Linked DNA regions of Gossypium hirsutum: region 2 is linked to region 1. A link is a contact called in public Hi-C data. All regions are on one chromosome and are shown on one strand. The core of a region is the stretch at or near the end of the contact, and the rest is flanking DNA. Distances in the headings are between cores, read along the strand shown.

Evidence for each region. Hi-C and Micro-C count contacts between places; a contact is called where the count stands out from the background.
Region 2: a contact with region 1 is called in a Hi-C map of leaf, with 2.1 times the contacts expected there. The contact joins the promoter of LOC107920785 here to the promoter of LOC107919552 in region 1. A contact is called at or near these places in 10 of 34 Hi-C or Micro-C datasets (hypocotyl, leaf and petal).

Annotation. Positions count from the first base shown.
Region 1 is chrD13:8,483,173-8,490,149 of Gossypium_hirsutum_v2.1, forward strand. LOC107919552 (transcription elongation factor SPT4 homolog 1) reads right to left here and starts at 4,148. Exons shown (of 5, transcript XM_041110184.1): 1 at 3,814-4,148; 2 at 3,617-3,708; 3 at 3,453-3,508; 4 at 2,689-2,750; 5 at 1,691-2,052. The coding sequence starts at 3,903. The coding sequence ends at 1,975.
Region 2 is chrD13:8,612,373-8,619,349 of Gossypium_hirsutum_v2.1, forward strand. LOC107920785 (probable protein arginine N-methyltransferase 6) reads right to left here and starts at 3,211. Exons shown (of 13, transcript XM_016850631.2): 1 at 838-3,211; 2 at 260-325. The coding sequence starts at 1,095. It overlaps LOC107918694 (calumenin-A), which reads right to left. Exons shown (of 9, transcript XR_005923634.1): 2 at 6,552-6,751; 3 at 5,967-6,069; 4 at 5,789-5,854; 5 at 5,465-5,644; 6 at 5,236-5,369; 7 at 4,818-4,958; 8 at 4,656-4,735; 9 at 4,287-4,563.

The DNA of each region.
Region 1 (6,977 bases), core at 2,898-5,397:
TGGAAACTCTAACGCATCATCTAGAGATAGATCGACAATATGCATGTAGGCTGGAGGCGAGTATGCCCTGAATCGTGAATCTTCTTCTTCATCTGAACCCCCTTCAATATCTTCAGGTTCGGTTGGAATAGGCTTCGATTCAGAAAATAATGTAACTTCTGCACCATCGGGGCCGGGCTCTCGAGGTGGATCCACATCGGACTCATCTTCTAACCCACCATCATCTACAATGTACGAGGTCCCTTCATCAGTGAACGTCGTAGGGAATACATCGTCCCTTCTTTTGGGCATTTCATAACGTCCCCAATTGGATGTAGATTGTCAAACACTAGAAGTTGATGCCGTTTCCCAGTACGTATTTCCAGCATCAAACATCGACCCACCGAGGTGCATGTCCCATCCATTGATGGAGTGTTGTGCAGGGGTTGTGTATTCCATACCGCTACCAAACACGGGCGGTTCTGTGTTTTGTAACCCACAACGGAGTGTCGGGGCAGGGGTCGTGTATTCCTCTCGAACGACAATCATAAATGCATCATTTGGCGATGCAAATTGTACATATAACTCAATATAGGGTGCTCCACTAGCGAGATGAGTCTGCACCATTGCCTCAAGGACGCGTTTTCTGTCCACGTAGACAAAGCGCTTCATTGATGAAGCGTTTTCCTGCTTTATCCCCTGACAACGAGCTGACGTGGACGCGTTTTTGGGGGAAATGACCTATTTCGGTAATTAATTCAGGACCTAGCCCATTTCGGTAATTTTAAAAATAAAAGGGTTTTTATTGGTAATTCGCCTATTGTTAACGTCATTAAAATTTTCCCGTTAAATTTAGGTTCATTACAATTATTATTATTTTTGTTATTTATTTATCAAATAAAAAAATATATTTCAAAATATTACACCAATAAATTTAGTAAAACAATTGTAATAAGATTAACACTTAAATATATTTTTTGAAATAAAAAAAAACAAATTCCAACTTATAAAAACTCACTATATTATAAAAAGTCTAAATAAACACGTGTTGAAATTCGGAAGAACAATAACGTCCAGAGTCTCATATTTAAGTCACGTGTGAATTTAGTATTTTATATTAAATTCTTTTAGATATATTTTGATTTTATTGTGATTGTGTTTTTCACAAATCATATAAAACTAAAAATACAACACGTAAATATATTTCTTGCAAGAAAACTTATATATATATATATATCAACAGGGTAGATATTTGGTACATAGGATAGTTTATTTTGACTTTTAGTGGTTAATATTTTTAATTTTACAATAAATAAAAATTTAAAAAACTATATTTTAAAAACTTAGAATAGGGTAGTTTTAAAATAATATAAGTCAAATTTCAAACTTTGACTTCTTATTAATTTAAATTTATAATAGATAATTTCTTTTTTTAAAAAGAGAGTATATTTTGAAAGCTAGATAGTAGTAGTTTTAAAATATACTGAGAAAATTTTGTCAATTAGAATATTTAAAATTATAAAAATTAATATTGAAACAATTTGACCCAAAAAAATTCAATTATGGCAACTTAAATTAATTGTGCTTTTGCATATGATAAACTCCATTTTTAAAATGTTCTAAAATTTTTAAATTGACGTAGTCATCATACATTTTTTGAGAAAAGAGCAAGCCTTAAAAGTGATATCATTAAGAGAAACAACTACGAGTCTTAAAAAATTTAATCTCCATAGACCGTAAAACAAACAATAAACAGATGAATTTATGAAACAAACGGAATTCAAATATCCTAATTTGCAGTTGTGGACAACAAAGTAATAGCCAGATTTATAGAAGCCTTTTTTGACACCAAGAACCAAATTCCATGCAAAATGTTTCTTGTGGATGACTAGTATGTTTACCAAGTTGTCAAAATCCCACAAGTTGGTGCAATTCACTGTGTTACCATTCTCCTCCATCACTACTAACAATATGCAGTTTTCCACCCTTACAATGTTATTGAGGCTCTCCGTTACACCCGTTTCGGTGCCACATACTGCACATGAACTTCTTCGCATAAAGCCTGTAGGAAAACTAAACGATCGATGTAGGAAGCTAATGCTTTCGGAAACCACCAAAGAAGACCGAAAGTCGAAACTTTAATCAACAAACACAAACTTTGATACAAAGGAGTTGCATGTAGATATATTATTGTTATACAAGCCATTTTCCAGTACCAAAATCATCAAATTTAACATAGCATGGCTTCAATATAATATTGAACAGGAAAAGCAAATGGATATTTGCCATAACAAAAGATCGAGTTAGATTTGAACTTATTCCTAAGTATGCCACTGCCGTTCACAAAAACAACTCGGCAACTGAATATTATCATCATAGACCTAAGATTACCAAGGCATCAATGTCTACCATAGTGAAAGAAAGAAATGCACTACCTACCTGACATGATATACCCAAAGCAAATAAAACAAACTAATGAACTGCACACAAGATGAGAAACCATGCCTGCAAGTATGCCACTGCAGCTCCCAAAATACGACACGCTAATAATGGAGAGAGGAAACTAAATATTATCATCATAGACCCAATGCTAAAAGATAGTTGCATAAAGCACAAAGGCAGCAATGTCTACCATAAAGAAATTAATGAACCATACAGCATGATATACCCAAAGGAAATAAAAGAATTTAATGAACTGAGCAGCCATACCTGCAAGTCCTCTGGAAGTGCCTCTGAAACTGCAAGAGTGTAACAACCAGGGACAAATCTTCCTGGAAAGGATTTAAAATTATATAAGAATTGGATATAATGGAATACTGTATGCATGTAATTTCGAAAAGCATCAAAATTCTAGTGCCTTATGAAGTCTAGAAGCATTACTAGAGAGTTCATTAATTCAACAATCTTCATAGAGAACAGGCTTCAAAATTCAAATCTAACATTTATGCGAGATTGTATACGGCAAATAAAAGAAGTATATTAAGCTGACAGCAAGAGAGCATCACAACTAGATGACCCAAACTTGAAAACTCAACCTGATCAATTTATATAAAATGTCAATATCCTAGATCCGTCCAATCCAACCCAAATTGATACGAACCCGGAACTGATCCAAACAAATTGCTTAATATGGTCTAAACCCAAACAAACAAAAACCAAAATGATGCATACCCATGACTCAAAAATCAAAATGACCCACATTCTAAATGATAAGACTTGAAATTGACCCAAATCCAAAATAATTAGGCAGACTCGACCCGAAATGACACTACAAATTTTAAAATCTAAATTAACCTTTCTCAAAACCGATCCTTTCCGCCAACTTGACAGGTCTAATCACCACAAATTTCTAAATCATATTCTCCATTCTACACTCAAAGAAGTACGGTAAACTTCGAAACAATTCCTATAATAATTGTCCACAGCGACAATAAACAGAAAACTTTGAAAAGAAAAAGGGTTGAGCATATTACCAACTCGCAGCCAACGAGCAGCCCAACTTCTAGCCGGGTCCATCACAGATATCATACTAAGAAACCAATCAACAGAAAATATTTCAAACAATGCTAAAAGAGACAAGAAAGTTACGTTTAATGCAAATGTTTTTGTTTCTAAAAAAATAAAATGGAAAGATAACCCATTGAAATTCGGAGTAGTGCAATCTACGACGCGCTCATTATCTCCATCCATCTTAAAGAATGGGCAGTTCTCGCATCCTGATTCTCTGAACTGTGAAGTTAAAACCAAAGAAACAGTAATTAAAACTCCATAGATATGAAGCGTTTTGAAAGCGAGAAAAAAAACCATGATTGAATACGGAATAACAAAAAGAACCTGATCATATGTTTTGACGAGACGGCAACGAAGGCAAGCCCTGAGCTCGTGTCCGAAGCTCGTCGGTATTTGCGCCGGCGCGGTCCCCATTGCTGTTTCCGATTGTATTCTTAAGGGATTTCCGTGTTTAAGTTTTTAGCAGCCGAAAATAATTAAACAGAACAAAGCATGCAATGGATGCGAGGGCCAGGAACTGAATTTAGTAGATCAAAATCTCAATATCAGATTCTGTTAAATTAAGGGCTCAAAATCACTTGGTAAATTATTCTTTTACTTTAAAGGTGGGGGAAAACGGAATTGAAAATTACAGCTTTGAGTTTTTCCAAAAATAAAAATTTAGTTATATTTCATTAAAATTCTACCTTTTTTTATTTATCTAGTATAAACGTTTTGAGTAACAAAAAAAAGTTCACAATGGGGAAATTTTAAAATTTCTTTAAATTTCTAGACAAAGTTATAAATAAATAAAAAAATTTAGAAATCTTCTTAAATAATTTCTTCAAAAAATTTTCTTTTTACAACTTTTTCTTAATTCAAGTCTATAAAAAATAATTACCTACGACTCTTTTAATACAGAGAGACTTTAGAGAGTTCAATTAATATTAAACTTAATCATTTTAATATTAAATTCATATAATACTTATCTAGAGAAGTATTATTTTAAATTTATTAAAATAATACCATTTTTGGAATAATTAATATGAATTTAAGCTATTTAGTATAGCCGCAGTAGGAGTGTAATTTTTTCACTACTTAATTGTCGAAGAATCATCGCCGCCGACCATCAGAATGCCGCTATTGTAGCCGTTGGTACCACCGTGCTCAGTGATGCAAGTGCGACACCTTTGCGGCACTCCAAGCCGATTCGGCTGCTTCCGATTCTATTTAGGCCAGTGAAGGCTTGATCGGTCTAGTCCAGCCACCAGTTAGACCATCGATTCGGTTTCACATACCAGACCCAGTTCGACCAGTTTTGGGTCTCGGTCTCAATTTTTGGTTTTCGGTTCTAATTTTAAATCTCAAATTTAATTTTCAAGTTCAATTACCCATTGAGCCAATTGTTTGACTTGAAAATTAAATTTTTAAAATATTATATTTATTTTAATTAATTTGATTAATTTAATTTTTCTTGATCAAAATTAATTTTCTAAAAAATACTAAGATTTTTCAAAATTAATTTTTCAAGAAAATTCTTTAACCAAATTCTATAGTTGAATAATTCTCACGACCGAGTTTTTGTTCTGATTCAAATGTAGTCCGATCAAGTTTTTGTTGAGCTAGCGAATGGACCAATTGAACATATACAGCTAGGCTCTAGTAATTGCAATTTTGTTCAGAAGAATCGTTCTGATAATTCGCAATTTACTTAATCATGGAGTCAGAGAATCCACAACATATGTTGGATCTCAAGCCATCGAATTAATCCCCGATCACAACACCCATTTGTTTATACAAGCTAATATATTTGGGCTTCTAACACTAGCTTAGTACGATGTTGCTAACATTAACTTCAGAAAATTCACAACATATGTTGAATTTTAAGCCATCATATTAATCCTTGATCACAACACCTATTTTTCTTTTTGGAACTTTAATGGAACACCATTCGTGTCCTAATCATTTTTTTAAGTTCACACAGCTTATTATCCAATTCATACCAATTCAACTTTGTAGCTTTATACAAACTTTTCATATTTCAAATGGCAATTCATATACATTTTAACCCATATAATATGACAAATTTTCATCCATTTGAGATCACGTATCTATTCATATTTATCATATATTTCATGTTCATTCAATTTAGTTCCTTTGATGCCAACAACAATATATATACTTAGCAATTCAAACTAAAAAACAAAACAATGCAGTACAATACAGTACAATACAAATATAACATAACATAAATTAACAAAGTAAATCCAATATGAATTTACATGAGAAAACAACAACAAATAAACTATCTCTCATTTCCTTTAATTATCTTCCTATTGATTTTAGTCCCAAACTAATTTTCGCTCAAAATTAAAGCTTCTATACCCCATTTTCTTTTCTTTTGTTTCGTATGTCGAAGAAAATGAATGAGAATGCTTTTGTTTTACTTTTATCTATACTTTAGTAGTTTTTAAATAAATTTTATTAATTAGTTAATTTTTGTGATTAAACTAATATTAAAAAATACTTAACAAATTTGGTGACCACCTTTAACATAATTTGAAGGGTACAATTGCTCAATTGGTCCTTCAATTAATTAAAAATACAAAGCAGATAACTTTTACCACTTTTATTATTTAGTTCTTATACCTTAATTAGTCACTAATTCGGAAAAATTACCTATATAAAATTCAATTCACTTATATAATAACTTCGTAAATATTTACGAGCTCGGTTTAAGGAAACAAGGTCCCGATACCTTATTTTCCAACACCATTAGTTTTAGGGTCAAAATGCTTGTACTTTAATTAACTATTTAATTAACAAACTCATCAGATCAAAATTTAATATAATACCATAATTAACTCGTAAATATTAATTAATATTTACATACTCGATCAACGGAGAACGGGGTTCCAAAACTACCGTTTTTGACACCATTGAAAATCTGGTTGTTACATCAAGAATATATTTGATAGCATTTACTCAAAGGCCTTGTGTGCATTTCTTTCTTATGGCTTTTTTAGTTCTTTCGTTGTTCATTCGCTTTAAATTTGCTTCCGCTTTATTTTGGTGCCTTAGAGAATTTCTGAAAGAATTCTCATATTTCGAGAGTTAGGCTGGTTTACTTAGGCGGATTTGAAACAAAGAAATTGCCTAAGGTCGCGCGGTTTGCTAGACTTTAGTTCTAGCCCTATGATAGTTGGTATCAGTGCTAAGGTTCGAAGGCGCTGGTTGAGATGAAAAAAGAAGTTGATAATCAGGTTGAGCCTAGGGAGACTTGTGGTGAGGGCATGAAAGCTAGTCGATCGAGGGATATGCTATCAGCTTTGGATGGCAGGGTTGCCAAACTCAAGGGTTCCATGAGTGATGTGAAGGAGACTCTTGAGGAAGTTTAGGGACACACCACAGAGCTGAAATCAAGGAAAGATCTACTCAAGGACAAGTGGCAAAAGCCTTCAGTGCTAATTGGATGTGATGCAAGGGGTTCTCAATACTGCTATGGGTGA
Region 2 (6,977 bases), core at 1,961-4,460, 130 kb after region 1:
GCTAAATATTATTTGGAGAGAACCCTTAAACCAACTTGGCTGTTTGAGAGCCGTATGCTTTGTATCTATGTTTCTATTAGACACAAATGCATGTCACCCAGGGATGAGATTATAATATCAGTACAGCATAATATCGTGATTAGGTGAAACAGGAATCTTACACAAAATCAAACCAAATATGGTAAAACCAGGTATCATTTGGTTTCAAGAAAGAAGAGAGATTAGATATAGTTTTATAACAAGGACAAAATGGCATTACCCTCCCCTGAATAAAACTCTGGTGTTGCATGACTGCATCCCGGTAGGCTTCAGTTCGAACATGATCCTGTATACTTTTAAAGATAAGGTATGATCAGTGGATTGTCATGAATTTCTATTATCATCATTATTATTTTTTAAAAGAAAAATTCTTTAAACAACGAACTATAATTTAAAGAACCCGCCATTGGAACAAGCACAAGTAAAGAAGTACTAAAACTTTTGATTACAAATGCAAGATTCAACCTTGCTTAAACGAGGTAGCAAAAAATTCATAGATAGTTCATAAATAGTAAAAAGCAACATTTTTTTGTAAACAAAGAACGTGAGGACATTGCTAAAACAACTCAAATTTAAATTCCCAATGTTAAGTTCTCATTCCAAGACACGATCTTGGCAATAACCCATTTCCCCTAGTAAATGCAAGCACTAAAATGCTTCCAAAAGACTAAACTCATAAAGCTAGAAGTGCAAGAAATTCCACACAATCCATCAAGAAGCATTAATACCAAAAACAAAATGAACTCAGTTAAGAACAATTACGTATGAAGAGAAAGAACAAGAAAGAAAGAAAAAGACCTTGATCATTTCTTCGTGGATACCGATGTGGGCGTAAGCCTCAAAGTAGGCCACGTCGAAGTCCGTACAAGCGGGAGGAGGTGATTTCAGGTCTTGCTGATCGTCGCTGGCGTCCTTCTGCTGGGGGTGCTGGGATTCAGAAGCCCTAAACACTTCACGTGACCTACGACCTCCCCTCCTCCCACGACTTCCCCCTCGCCTCCCTCCCGAGGTCTGCTGCTGGCGAGGGACATTGCCGACTCCTGTGCTCCCAGACATGTTTTGCCAGTCGCCGGAGAGCAGCAATTGACGGGCAATGTGAGGAGGGAGAAAACTGCAACGTTTTTCCTTGTCAAGAACCCAAAGAGGAAAAGCTGGTTTGCGTTACTGTTTGTTAAATGAAAACCGAATGGCGGTTAAGGTTTTGGGGTTTTGCGGTGCGGTTACAACAGCTTATAATCCTTATATAAGGGCAAGGGTTGAGGGGCTCGTGGCTACCCGCCCGGTCAGCCCAACTGGTGGACCTTAGCTTTATATTTCTCAAACCGAATTGGTTTCATCCGTCTATTTTATTGTTTAAAAATAATGGAAAATATAGAAATAGCTTATGTCGAAACCATTTTTATTTTGAAAAATGGGGTGAAGTTTTAAAACGAAAATAGAGTCGTCACTAATCTTTTTTTCGAGGTGAGATCGAATCACCTTGAAATTAATCATTTTAATAAAACATTTTGATTTATTAAAATAATGATTTTGGTCTATAAAATTCGAGAAAATGAGCTCGGGAGTCGGTTACGCACGAGAAAGAATTAGCACCCTCGTAACGCCCAAAAATTGGTACCTAATTGATTAATTAATGTCTCAAAGTCGAATGTCGAAAATTTGAAAAGTTTAGAAACGATTCCCCTTTTTATTAATGTCATATTTTAAAACAATGCTTGGATAGATTTGAACGAATGTAAAAGGATTTCTCATCTCGAGGCAATAAGATGTTGTATCACGTAAGTTAGGATGCAACGTTTGAATTTCCGAGCATAAGCTAACCTTTTAAAAATCTTTATTGAAACTTTGTGCATTTGAAAACTAAAATGTTTAGTCGTTTTAGTTCGATGAGAAAATCGAAACCCCGTAAGTTAGAGCACGATTTCTCATCGTTCCAAAGACAACATATTGGATCAAAGCGAAGGTTTAATGCAATATTAACAATGATATAAATTTGATTTATTCGAAATGAAAAGAAATGAAATAATCAAATTTTGGCAAATAAATCGGAAATTTTAACTATGATGTAATGTTCTCATTTAATAATTTGTTTAAAACAACTAATAAACACAATATACAAAAATATTTAAGCAAATGAAGTATGAAGAAAAATTAGAATATACATTATATAGAAAAATAATAATAATAAAAAAGTAATATGTATAATTCAAAATAAATAGTATGTATATGGATGAAGTTTAAAACAATACATGAATTAAAACAAATAATATATATGAATTTACAATTTAATACAAATAATATCTACAATTTGAAATGAATTGGATAATTTACAATAAATAATATATAATAAATTTGAAATAATAATACATATAAAATTTAAAAATTTTGATGATAATTCTAGAATAATCATACGTGATAAATCCAAAAGAACAGTATATAATAAATTTAAAAATATTAATGATAAATTTGAAATAGATATACATGATAAATTTAAAATAATGTTACAATGAATTTAAAATAATAATATTGATAAATTACAAATAATAAAACGTGATAAATCTAAAATAATAATATACAATAAAATAACTTAGATAATATTGGTGATAAATTTAATAATAATAAGTTTAAACATTCAAATCATATCCAATTTAAAATTTAAAAAACATAATAATCAATACTTAAATAAATAAAACACAAGCAAATTAAATCAAACTAGTGAGGATTAAATTGAATTTAAAACAGAATTACAAGGAAAAAATGAGAATAAAACAAAATTGAGGGCCAAAATATGGAAAAAAATAGATAGTATAAAAAATAAATTACAATTGATAATATATGGAAAAATATTTAAAGCAAATAATCAAATAATTTAAAATGGATGATTTATAACACGAGTTTTTAAAAAATAAACATGTGTGACATAATATTAAAAACAAATAAAGTATATACTTAATGGAAAAAAAAAAGAACGATAAGAATGGTTAAATGAATGAACAATATGAAGATTCAACGAAATTTCCTCCACCAAAATCCAACTCTAATGAAAGCAACTTAAAAAGAAACGAAGATGAACGAAGAACAAAATAAGAACAAGCCACAGAAAATAAGAATGCAAGAGAGGGAGAAATTTGAGTGAATGCTCTTAAGAATTATTATTGCTCCAAACTCCAGTGTTCTACAATGAAGGGAGATGCCTCTATTTATAGTTGAGCCTCCCCAAATCCGACGGTATAGATCAATTACATCAACGGCTAAGATTAAATCTCTAAGATTACAAAATCTTATCTTCTACGATTGCATATCATATCTAAGATTGCATATCCTTGAAGATTATGTTTCCATATGTGTCAAGCTTGTAGATAGACCTTCAACCTTTTCAAATAATGAGTCATTCCGATCGGGCCAAATGATATAATTTTGGACTGGACTTGGACTTTGTTTTATTATTTTGGGTTTATTATTTTTTTGTGAGCCCGGGCTAAATTGGCCTATTACAGCTTATATTAATATTTTATATTTATAATTAAATTTAAATAAAAATATCTTTATTATCTTTTATAGTGAAACAAATCATTTAGACATGTTTGAATTAGTTGGGCTTGAGTTCAGATTTTTTAGAATTAGAACTCAATTCAATTCAACTCATAAATACTTTTTGCGCGTAGGGTTTTAATTTTTTATGTACTTCAAATTATTAATTTACATACCTAGTCCCTCTACTATATCTCATTTATGATTTTAATCTTTTAAATAGTACTTTAGTTCAGCTCAACTTATAAACACCTACCTTTAGGCGAAGGTTTCAACCTTTTGTGTACTTTGAATTATTAATTTATGTACATAATCCCTCCACTATACCTATAATTTATGACTTTGATATTTTCAATAGTCCCCTAGTTAAACAACAAAAGTTAGTGTTTTGTTGAGTCAATCTGGACTGAGTCTATTCGAATTTTAAAATTTTAGAGTCATTTCAACTCGAGTATATTCATTTGAGGTAATTTTCAAGTTAAGTCATTATGAGTTTAGATATTTTATGTGCAAATAATTTCATATTAAGTTATTTTCGAATTTAGATGAATTCAAATTCAAGTTGGTTTTTAATCAATAATTTTACACCTTTGAAAACCATTTCTTTGAGTCCAATTAAAAAACCATTTGATTATAATGTGGTGGTGGATAGGTAAAATCTTCTTGACAACCAGAACAATAATAAATTATGAAATACATGAGTTGTTTTCATGTGGTTGAATAAACAAATAAATGGAATGAAATTATTTTACGACTTTGAATCTGCACATTTTGAGTTTCCATACCAGATGGCAACTATGTTGCTTTTATATGGACCCTGCATTTTGACATACACATATGTCAAATGGATCATCAAAATTTTAGACTTGAAAAAACTTTAATGCATTAAAAACATCAGTCTACTGTAATTAACAAATGTATGCCAGAAAGATGAAATTCCAAGGACCAGCTTCAATGGTGAAACCACCTTTCGAACAAGCTAAGGCCCTTAACCTGCAATGAGGAAATAGTAATCTGAAGTAGCAGATGGATAGAATAAAAACTCGAAAATGGTCGGCATTGAATGATGGAGTACAAGAACTCACCATGGGTATCGGTAAGAAAGTTTATGAAGCATAAACAATTGCTAGAAAAGAATTTGAATTCTATTGCTGCCTTTTGTCTCCTGCAACATTATATGAAAGCAGCTCGGTTTATGCAAAAAAAGATGAAATAGATGCAAGCAACTTAGAGATGGTTCCTCTTACCACTCATGAAATTAGCAATTAGCGGAACTCGTCATGGTATTCATAGTCATCTTCACTATCATTGAAGATGGCATTGTAAAATACATACGGGTTGTCAATCATCTCAACTAAGCTTAAGCGACCGTCTTTATTCAAATCTGCCTGTAATTAAATTAACAAAAATGTTCAATAACAGAGCTTTCTTTTTCTGTTTGGCACAAATAAACTTCATTCGTCCAAAAGGAGGGGTAGCAACCTCTATGTCAAGCCTTGGTCAAGAACGAAGTGAAACTCAAAATTTTCATTCCATTGTCAAAACCTTTGCAGCAACTATGACTCACAAGAAAATTATTCCTTATACAGGAACATTTAATCTAAAACAAACTAACATCGTATTTGCTGAATAAAATGGAACACTAGAGAAATCATGCATACGTACATGCATAGCAATGTTCAACCATCTGGTGCGTAAATACCTGCGACATGATGTAATCTGCTTGTTGTTTAGCATAGTACTGCTCTGATGGATGAAGTTTCCCAATTATTGGTAGTAACTCTTCATCTGACAATAATCTGTTAATGATAACCACAGGAAATGTATTTAACCATCCAAAAGAATAAGTTTCCATTCCAAACATATACCGAACATCAAATGTTCATACAAGCACCTGTCACCATCTTTATCAAGTTGGCTAAACATCTGTTTAGCTGGGGTCTCGGCATCCATTGAGTAATCAAATGGATGAAAAGAGTTATGACCTTCTTCATCATGGGTTATTACCAAGTCAAATACACCATGAAAAAATTCATCAAAGTTAACCTTCCCATCTTTGTCTGCATCTCTTTCCCTAAGGGAGAAAAAGAAAAAAAGGGGCAAAAGTCATAGTGATTGAAAGGCAATAATAGAAGGAAAAAGAAAAAGGTCAAATGAAAAACGGGATAACATGTAAAACAGGGAAAGGGAAAAGGAAAAGGAATAAAACTCAGGTCACCTTACTTCCTTTTTGCATAACCATTGAAGCAGCTTTGGGTTTTTACTGTCAGCTGGGTGCATAAAGCTGGGAAAGAACCAAGCAGAAAAATTAGGAGAGATAGCAATAGCAGCAATTGAAAATACCCTTTTCACTGGAAGTATATTAGTAGGAACTTTCTGTATAAGTTGGAACTTACTCATTGAACTCGGTTAAATTCAATACATGATCGCCATCGGCATCTGATGCATAAAAATGTTCTTCTGTCCACCAGCCCATATCATGACCAAAAGATGCGTAGTCTAGACAAAAGAAGCACAAATAAGTTACCACCTCTAAAATTACTGCTTGGCAAATTAAACAGAAATCAATTACAATATCCAAGTTTTGTACTACAAATCTATATTGATCATTATTGAAAGCAAGATAAGATCCATAAATAGCATAGACTTGTTATAATGGTTTACTCTATGTCTCTATCAAAGGGAACATGGTAAGTACTGACTCGTCCCTCATGGCAGGAAAGAACAGATCATGCATGTCTGTTGTTTTGTTTTAGTGTCATTAATCACTATAACTCTCAAAAGTTTTGAGAATCACTTCAAAAAGTGACTTCACGGATTCGTCAAAAGTATCTACAGATCAGTATAAATCCATCTATCAAACAACTGCAGCCACCTAAGAACTTAGCTTAAAAGGAAAAAAAGGAAAGCAAACACAAAGGACTAGTTTTACAACATGATCTATAATTTAGTAGCATAATGGTAGAGTATAGACCACAGACCATTCATCACCCAACTGGGAGCTTCGTACTCTGCATACGAAACTAACCCATCATTGTTTTTGTCATGAATTTCCATCTCCCTCAAACTCCTGAACCACTCTTCTTTCATAGCCTGCTGCAAATTCCACTCAATCAATTCATTCTCAGTCACAAAACCATCTGCCGGATCGACATCAATCTTGGGAAACAGCAACACTAACCTGTTCATTACATTAAACCTCCACTCTATCAACATCTACCAAAATTTTAATGCCAACATGCGTCAACAAGAATACAAATATAGGTGCAAGGTTTATGTAAACTGCATCATGAAGCAAAGACATAACCCATAACATCAATTTATATTTCCAACCAAATCATCACAATATACTCATTCTAAAAAGCATTCACAAAGGACTTAAGCATACTCACATCTCAATGCTTATA